Regions from separate parts of the Rattus norvegicus genome. Here region 1 is linked to region 2. The links are chromatin contacts, called in public Hi-C maps. All regions are on one chromosome and are shown on one strand. The core of a region is the stretch at or near the end of the contact, and the rest is flanking DNA. Distances in the headings are between cores, read along the strand shown.

Evidence for each region. A called contact is a pair of places that touch in the nucleus more often than the background predicts.
Region 1: a contact with region 2 is called in a Hi-C map of mammary epithelial cells, with 3 times the contacts expected there. The contact joins two enhancer-like sites. A contact is called at or near these places in 4 of 12 Hi-C or Micro-C datasets (the Rat2 cell line, liver, mammary epithelial cells and 1 more).

The regions. Positions count from the first base shown.
Region 1 is chr3:124,775,481-124,780,154 of GRCr8, reverse strand. No RefSeq gene overlaps it. Among named protein-coding and RNA genes, the nearest start is that of Rasgrp1, 94 kb to the right of the region's middle. Within about 2 kb of position 3,359, at least 4 of the 93 cell types and tissues checked have an H3K27ac peak or open chromatin away from gene starts, as enhancers often do.
Region 2 is chr3:124,206,433-124,210,814 of GRCr8, reverse strand. No RefSeq gene overlaps it. Among named protein-coding and RNA genes, the nearest start is that of Tmco5a, 22 kb to the right of the region's middle. Within about 2 kb of position 2,659, at least 38 of the 93 cell types and tissues checked have an H3K27ac peak or open chromatin away from gene starts, as enhancers often do.

The DNA of each region.
Region 1 (4,674 bases), core at 2,110-4,609, 570 kb before region 2:
CAGAGGCCCTTAACCAAATAGTCACACTCTTTAGGAAAATAGGCGAAGGTGATAGGTTGCCAGGTGAAAATGAAAGCACCATTAACAAGAGGATAAATTTCAGCTTCCAAGATATGAAAATCTCAAATGTTAAGCTCTGTGCTTAGGGCTTTGCACACTTGGCACACATTCTGGGTGTGAACACATGCATGCAAGCATGTGTTGTAAATGTGTGTGCATGCCTCTGTGTGTGTGTGTGTGTGTGTGTGTGTGAGAGAGAGAGAGAGAGAGAGAGAGAGAGAGAGAGAGAGAGAATTGAAGTGAGGGCCTTGAGCTTGCTAAGCTCACTATTTGTGGGCACTGTGAACAAGGATAGGGATCTTCCTCTCTCTCTCTCTCTCTCTCTCTCTCTTCTCCCTCTCTCTCTCTCTTCTCCCCCCCCCCCTCTCTCTCTCCCTCCCTCTCTCTCTCTCTCATATGCACACCATTCACTTGTTGATGGGCATTTGTGCTGATTCTACCTATTTTCTGCCTACCACACAAAACATAGCAATAGGCACAGACACACTAGCATCCCCGTGTAGGGCCTACAAGTTGTCTAGGTCATATGGTGGTCATATAACAGTGTGTCATAGACAGCTCTGTCCTTATTAAGAGATTTTTGAGGCCTTTCTTCAAAGTCTAAAGATACATAGTCTTTTTCCCCCCCTCATGCTGTGTGACTGTTAAGTGACATCCTTTTCTTTCAAGTTTAATTTTCAAAAAATGGAAACTAGTATGTAAGTTTCCCATACATCCCCCACCCACTTCTCTTATTCAGAACACATGACATCAGCATGACACATTTCATGTAGTTAGCAAGCCAGCATCAATACTAATATGTTGTTATTGTCTGATGTCCACATTTTATTCTCAGAAACCTAGATGTCCTTTCTATGCCCTAGGATCTACATCTGATCTAACTGGCACATGTAGGCTCGCATCAAGTACTACTTTAAAAAAAAAATATTTTTCTGGGTCACTCAGAGGCTAAATTTTGCAAATAGTCCCAATTAGCACCTATAAAGAATTCTTTCTGATCTTTTCAATAATATTAGTCCTTTGCAGCTTTAGCGGTAAAATCAACATTCAAGTTCTGAGTAAAATATACCAAAGAAAGTCTTGGAATATTTGCTCACAGAAAACACCTGCTATTTACAGTAGAACCTCTGGAGAGACTTCTGTGTCCTTTCTTGTTTACATAACATCTCCTGGAGAGGTGCTGTTTCCTCCAGTTCTGTGGGCCTAGTTCGGCCTAGAAAAGACATCTTCTCCTGATTATAATGCTAATCTTCATGGAAATATTAGAGAAATTTTCATTTCATGGAAAAATGACATTAAAAATTGCTTGTGGTTGAGGTTTTGACACTTGGTTTTCTTTTTCAATGCAAAAATGGAGATATATGATGGAGAAGCCAAATTAATGCATATTTGATTAACTAAGGCGAAAATGGACAGGTGTTCTTCATCTACACTTGTGACACTTTTGTTTGCTTTTAATAAATACCTCAAGTTGGATGAATGACATTTTGAAGAAATAAGGGTGATTTAATACTGTATGGAAAACGTCTGAGTTTCTTTATGTCAATATATAACTGATAATCAGTCAAATACACAGGTCACTGGTGAAATTGGTGAGCTTTAAGAAGTATACACCCATATGCCCTAATCTCTAACAAAAGAAGAGACGTTAGCACCATTCCAGAAACACCCCATACCTTTTCTAGCCATTTCTTCCTTCTTCCTCTCCAGAGAACCCACTTTCTGCCTTCCATCACCAAAAACTTGTTTTGCTCAGTTTGTAATTGACATTGGTGAAATCCTATGGCTTGTGCCATAGAGTTTTCTCTTGGTGTAAGAAAACACCATAATCAAAAAGCAGCTTTAGAAGAAAGGGGTTTATTTCATCTTATAACTTGTAGTCCACATCCAGGGAAAGTCAGGGCAGGATCCTGGAGGCAGGAACTGAAGACGAACCAGAGAAGTGCTGCTTACTGGCTTGGGCCCCCTGGCTTTCTCAGGTTGCTCTCCCATGCATCTCAGGGGTGTTACTACCCAGTGGGGGGAGCCCTTCTTCATCAATCATTGAGAAAAGTGCCAACTGAACTTAGTTACCTCGATTAAGATAGTTTAACTTATCCTACCCATTTCCAGCTACCTTTTAGTTTCAACCCATCAAACCACACACACACACACACACACACACACACACACACACACACACACACACACATCTCAAACATCTATGCCACGCCTACAACTTCCCCTCCTTACCAAAAATCAAGACCCACCATCTCTAAGAGGCCTGTCAATGAGTCTCTCACTTGCCTGACTGGCACTCTAACTCTCACAGATTGTCAACAGCCAGATTACAACAGCAAGACTTCATTTATGCACTGCCTTTTGCAGAAGACAAAGTTGTTCCTAGGGATCCATGTAAGGTTTCATAATACCTCAATTCCAAAAAAAAACACGCTCATTCATTTTAAACCTATGTAGAGTTCACACATGATCTGTGGGGTGGAAGCAACAAGAACGTCTTGTTGCAGATTGTTTGGTGAGAGAATGCACCCTCAATGGCTGTTTCCACGGTTGCTGAGCAGATTTCCTCCCAGCCAAGGAAGGAGGAAAGGAGGAGGCTCTCCCTTCACCCATGATATATGCATGAGAGTCTTCCTGAGCTGCATCCCTTTAGTAGAACTAATGGTCAGGAGAAAGCTTAGTGAGCATCAGGTAGGATATGCAAAATAGCTGAAGTAATTTGACACTTCAGGACATTCCTTAGCCTCGAAATTCAAACCAAGACAGGAAGTTGCATTTATCAGGAACCGTGCTATTTGGGAAAGGCAGAGCCAGCACAAAAACTCCCAGTGCCTAGTTTATGATTGGCTTAACTTTATTCAAGATACTAAGTAAGAATAAAGAAAAGTACTGTGCTCTCTCTCTCTCTCTCTCTCTCTCTCTCTCTCTCTCACACACACACACACACACACACACACACACACACACACACACACACACACACGGTGAGGGGAGCTCTGAAATTGTTTTGGCCTCTTCCCACTTGACATAAACAGCTGTTTTCATCTATTGACAGAGAAACAACTACCTTGTGTGACTGTGGAAGGGACACAGGTACGGTCTGTGGTGACTGACTCTTAGTCACCATGATTTCTTTCTCTTTTGCTGCAAGCCAATCTGACTATAGCAGCCACTTCAGTATGAGTAACCTCCGAATCCAGTACAAATGGTCCCAGCCATTTGCAACAGGAAGACTTAGGTCATGTTGTCGGTCTAGATTGTGTGTGCTACAGTCAAAGTTAGAGGAAAATTTTTTCATTGGTGCTTTGCAGCTCTTCACTGCTGTTTGAAGTTGTTTTCCACCGTTGAAGAAGACATTGCCCAGTAAATTTACCTCTTGAAGGGCGTCTGATGCACTGGTACTAAGGGCTAAGAAAATGAACGTGAAAAGAGTCTAGATCAAATGGTTCCTGGATGAAGAATTTTTCTCTCTCTTAGGACTTTTCACTTTAGTTGTTATTCAAACTTATCTGATGTAAAGGCCATACCAGTTTTGGTTTATATTTGGTGGTGGCAGGGGGAGGTGGCTAACAAAAGAGTATTTTGGCTGTAGGAGGGAAATACTAAGAGTCAAAAAGAATTGCATTCTGGTCCCTCTGGTTGGGTGCCTGGGCTCAGAGCTAGCTGGTGCTGACTCAGAGACCAGGACGATGTGTGGAGGGTGTGAGGCCATCAACTCATGGCCCAATGTGCCATCAGGCAAAGGCATGTGGGTGGGCCGCCTGTTCCCACACCTGCTTCCCAGTGTTCATGCATACTGTTCTCACTCCCAGGCAGTGTCCTACCTTCTCAGCACTGCCTGGCAGAGCTGCCTGGCGGTCTTCATAGCCCGGTTTCACTTCTGAAAGCATGTTGTGAGGAAGGAAACATACACAGGAATCTGATACACACACACACACACACACACACACACACACACACATACACTCGCACACATTCTCTCTGTGCGTGTCTCTGTTTGTCTCTCTCTATCTCTCTCTCTTCCTCTCTCGGTCTCTCTGTCTGTACGTGTGTCTCACTGGTTCTCTCACCACCCTGCTTCTTCAAAGTAGTCATGAAAACTGACAGCCTAGGCTGTCAGCTTCCTTCATGATCTGCCTGTAAAGGCTTCTACACTTCATGGCCCATTTGCTCCGGGATTGCTGAAACAACCCACATCTGGTGGGGAAACACCTGCATCTATTTGTTCTTAAGCACTGAAGCAATGGCTCCTTTCTTTGAGCATTTTGCTTATTACCCTTTTTATTATTATTTCTTTTATTTTTTAGATTAAAATAAAATATATCTTTTCCCCCTGTCTAACCTTCCCATTTCCCCTCCTTGTTCTCTTTCAAATTCATGGCCTCTTTTTGCATTATTGTTGTTATATGTATATATGTATGTGCATATATATTCCTAAATATAGCCTACACGGTCTCTAGAATGGCACCTGTAGGTGTGTTATCAAGGCCGAGCCGTTGGTATAGGATACAGCCTGGTACCTTTGCATCCAGAACAGCAGCACCGCATGCTGCCATCCTGGCTCCATGGAGACAGACGAGCCCCCAGAGACATTCTGCTCTGACCACAGAAGAG
Region 2 (4,382 bases), core at 1,410-3,909:
GCCCAGCCTCAGAATGAGAATACAGCCCCCCAGCTGGCAGGATTGCAGCCTTACACTTTGTTTGAGGTGAAGGTTCCCAGATAAACCACGCCCATGTTGTGTGGCCGTATCCTCTAAAGAGAACATTCAATTCCTGAGGGAAGTATACAAAACTTTCCGGATTCAGGGAGAAATTTAGATGCTTCCGGAAGCTCTCCAAACTTTCAAGATCCACAAGGCCCCTCCCCAAGGTTACGTAAGCGGTAACATGAGCTAGAGAGGGGAGACCTTCCCACCTACACAGCTGCCAAGCTCTTTGGGAGCTATGGGGATGTCACTTTTGTGAGTGGTCACTCATGCCGGAGTGGGCATTTTGGTGAAATGGCTGACTTAAGTCATCCCTGTTCATGTAAGGACACACTCACCCCTACTTCCACATGTAACACCAACCAACTCATTGGCTCATGGAGCTACACTTGGCTGGAATCCTGGTGTGGTTTTTGTTTTTTGTTTGTTTTGATCTGTCTGTGCCTTATCTAGGCTGGACAGTAGTTTGTTTGTCCCCAGGAAAAGTCACACAGGAAAAGCAGTCTAAATTCCAGACCCAGATACTATTTGTGTCTATGTTGTGCGCTACAGTAATAGACACTCAATACAAATATATAAGAATAACATAGCTAAGATTATATTGGTTTCCAATGAACTAGTTGTAACATTAAGCTTGATGGATGGGAATGACAGAGTGTATTTTGCAGTTTTGAAGTGTATAAGTCCAAAATCAGTATTACGAGGCTTAAATCAGGGTCTTGGCAAGACCGTAATTCTAGTCTTTTTCTTACCTATTCCAACTTCTTCAGTGCCTTGGTTTATGATAATATCCTGGCTTCAAGGCTGGCACTTTAAACTTGTGTCTGTGACCATCTTGTAAGTACGTGTGTACACATGCCTGTGCCTGTGTGTGTGCATGCATGTATATGAGTGTGTATTTGCATGTATGTATGTGTCTGTGAGTTTGTATGGATGTATGTGTGTGTGTAAGCTGGTTTTCTGCTCAATCCAAAAGGAACTGCTTGTGGCACTCACTTTTCTTCTCAGCTAGAGTGAGATATTGGTGAATCCCAGGTCAGGAAGGGACCTTGTCTTAAAAAAAACAAAAAACAAACAAACAAAAAAAAACAAACCAAAAAAACAAAAAACACCCCAAAACAAAAACAAAACAAAACAAAACTATTGATAACAGCTCCTGAGGAAAGACATTTATGGCGATTAGAAGAACAGCCCCTATAGGCTCAAATATTTGAGTACTTAATCCCCAGTTGGTGGTACTGTTTGGGGGAGTTATGGAACCTTTAGGAAGTCTAGTCTTAATGGGAGAAGTATTATCAGTAGGATGTACATGTGGATGGAAATGTGTCCTACCAACTTCCTGCTGCCACCTGCTGCCATGCCTCTTCTGCCACCAAGGACTCTCTCCCGGAACCATAAGCCCAAATAAACTCTCCCTTCTAGAAATGACCTTTGGATATGGTGCTTTACCTCAGCAATGAAGAGTAACAGAGTCAACCCCTGGCAGTGTTCTCTGACCTCCACATGTACACATGCACACACATACACACAAAGGAAATTTGGTGCTCAAGCAACAATAGAAGATACTAAGTAGAACCAATTGCCTGCCAATTGGCTCAGGGGTCCTACTGTTTCTGCGTCCCTAGAGCTGGGATCACAAGTACCAAGTACCCAACAGCGTCAACACACCCAGCTTCTGAATGGAGATTCAGGGGACATACTCCTGTACTCGTGCTTGAGAAAAGCAGAGCAGGACTGAACTGTCTACACCCCCTCCGGTCTCACTTTAGCATTATTTTGTCTTAAAGTGCGCGTGTGTGAGTGTGTGTGTGTGTGTGTGTGTGTGTGTGTGTGTGTGTGTGTAATTTATGTGCCTTGTATTAGCCAGTGTGAGTATAAGTGCTCTTTGTGTATGCAGGAACCTATAGAGGTCACAAGAGGAAATGGAGTTATAGACTTTTGTGAACTACTATATATAGGTGTTGAGTACTAAACTGGGTCCTCACCTTACCCAGCAGTAAGCCTCCTCTCCACTGAGCCATCTCTCCAGACTCTAATTTAACACTCTTAATGACATTCCTCTAAGCTTTGTAAACATTTAAAGAAGAGCTTTATGTCCCCTCAGAGTCGCCACAGCCAGGGAGTCTTGAGCCCTAGCCTTGGAAGGTACCCACATTGAAGCCTGTTTCTTCAATGCAGCCATACCCGGCAATCACTTGTTTTGCTCCCTTCCACTCATTGCACTAGCAAGAACCCAAAGGCGAGCCTTACTTTGCATTTCTGGCAGGATCTGCAAGCTACCTGATTTCTCATAGGCTTTGAACTCTGGTTCAGGATTTCACCCATTCCACCTTATGGTGCGGCAGGGTTTTCAGACTGAACCAGTGAGTTCTGATTCCCGGGTCAGAAGTGGGTTGTGGACAGGGACTTTTTTCCATTCAGGATTAGTGAGAACGGTTCCTTTTCTGCTTTGAGACCAGTTTTTAGGGAGCTTGCGCCACCGTGTGGAAGAAGTGGGTACAGCCTTCCTCAAGTTGCATAACAGGAATCATCTGCCTTTCCTGTGTTCTCATTTATTTCTTACATGTCTTCTGAGTCACTGCAGAGACACCTAGTAATAAAAATAAGTTTTGCAGCAGTGCTATGTACTGCCGGGCTCACGAGGATCTTCTTCCTCTACAAAATGCGCGACTGAACTGCAGGAAGATGACGGCGGAAGAAACCAGAGGCATCTGGGTATCTGGGCGTAAGATGCCCTGCAAATCACATGTACCCTGTGCATTAACCACAGGGCTTTTCCATTGAGGGAGTCGGGTTTGACTGTCACTCAGGCGACCTTCTGACCTTTATTGCCTAAGGGATACAGGGTGAGTCAGTAGAAAGGAATAGAAGTAAAATGATTCCAGAACACAAAAGAAATTGAGCAAACCTTGTAGTTCATCCCGGTGGAGAGGGAAAGCAAGATGGAATCTTTCCTGACTCATGGGAGGAGGAGGAGGAGGAAGAGGAGGAAGAGGAGAAGGGAGAGGAGGAGGAGGGGAGGAGGGGAGGAGGAGAAGGAGGAGGAGGAAGAGGAGGAGAGGAGGAGGAGAGGAAGAGGAGGAGGAGGAGAAGGAGGAGGAGGAGGACGACGACGACGAGGAGGAGGAAGGGGAGGAGGAGGGGAGGATGGGGGAGGAGAAGGAGGAGGAGGAAGAGGAGGAGAGGAGGAGGAGAGGAAGAGGAGGAGAGGAGGAGGGTGAGGAGGAGGAAAGAATGGACAGTGTGGACAACTCTTCGGCCTGTAGCTCAAGTCCAGGGAGTGTTGGAGGAGTGTCAGTTAGGGGCCTTCCATATGCAGCAGGTCCTATGTCACTGCCGGAAGGCCCCTCTATCCTGCCCCCTCCCCACCCCAGTCCCTTTCTTTGAGATAGGGTCTCACTTGTAACCAAGGCTTGCCTGGAACTTTCAGGAAAGTACAGGCTGCCCTCAAGCTCCTGGTGATGCTCCTGCCTCAGTCTCTTGCACCACTGCACCCTCATGTACCTTCAAGCTTTTTAAAATTGCTTGGTGTGTAGATGTTGGGAGTTGATCACAAAGCAGTGGAGGTACAGGAGCCACTGCTGACGTTGCTCCATCCAGCACCCAGCACAGCACAGGTCAGTGTTCCTTCTCTCTGTGCAGGCCTCCCCAGCCCCAAACAAAAGGGTTTTACAAGTACTTAAATCAAGACACAAGCACAGCCCAAGAAGTCTGGGGACTCATAAGGAAATGGATGTCCTTATATCTTCCTTTAATGAGATGCTGAAGTGATAGTTCTTGGGAGGCAGAGCCAGGGAATCTCTGAGTTTGAGGATAGCCTGGTCTACATAGTCAGTCCTAGGACAGCCAGAGATACACAGAGAAACCTTGTCTCAGAGAGGGAGAGGGGGAGGGGGAGGGGGAAGGGGAGGGGGAGGGAGAGAGAGAGAGAAAAAGAGAGAGAGAGACAGAGAGGGAGAGGGAAAGGGAGGGGGAGAGGGAGAGGGGGAGAGGGAAAGGGAGGGAGGGAGGGAGAGAGAGAGAGAAAGAGAGAGAGAGAGACAGAGAGGGAGAGGGAGAGGGAGGGGGAGAGGGAGAGGGGGAGAGGGAGAGGGAGGGGGAGAGGGAGAGGGAGAGGGAGGGGGAGAGGGGAGAGGAAGGAGGGGGGTAGAGGTAGAGGAAGAGCAAGAGAGAATTCAATTAAAGCTATCCTTGACTAATAGTGACTTTGCTACTAGCCTGTGCTATATAAGATCATGTCTCCCTCAAACAGAAAACAGATGTAGATATCAGTATTTCCAAACATTCCTCTCGGTTAGCTTAGCTTTTTGTGTTTG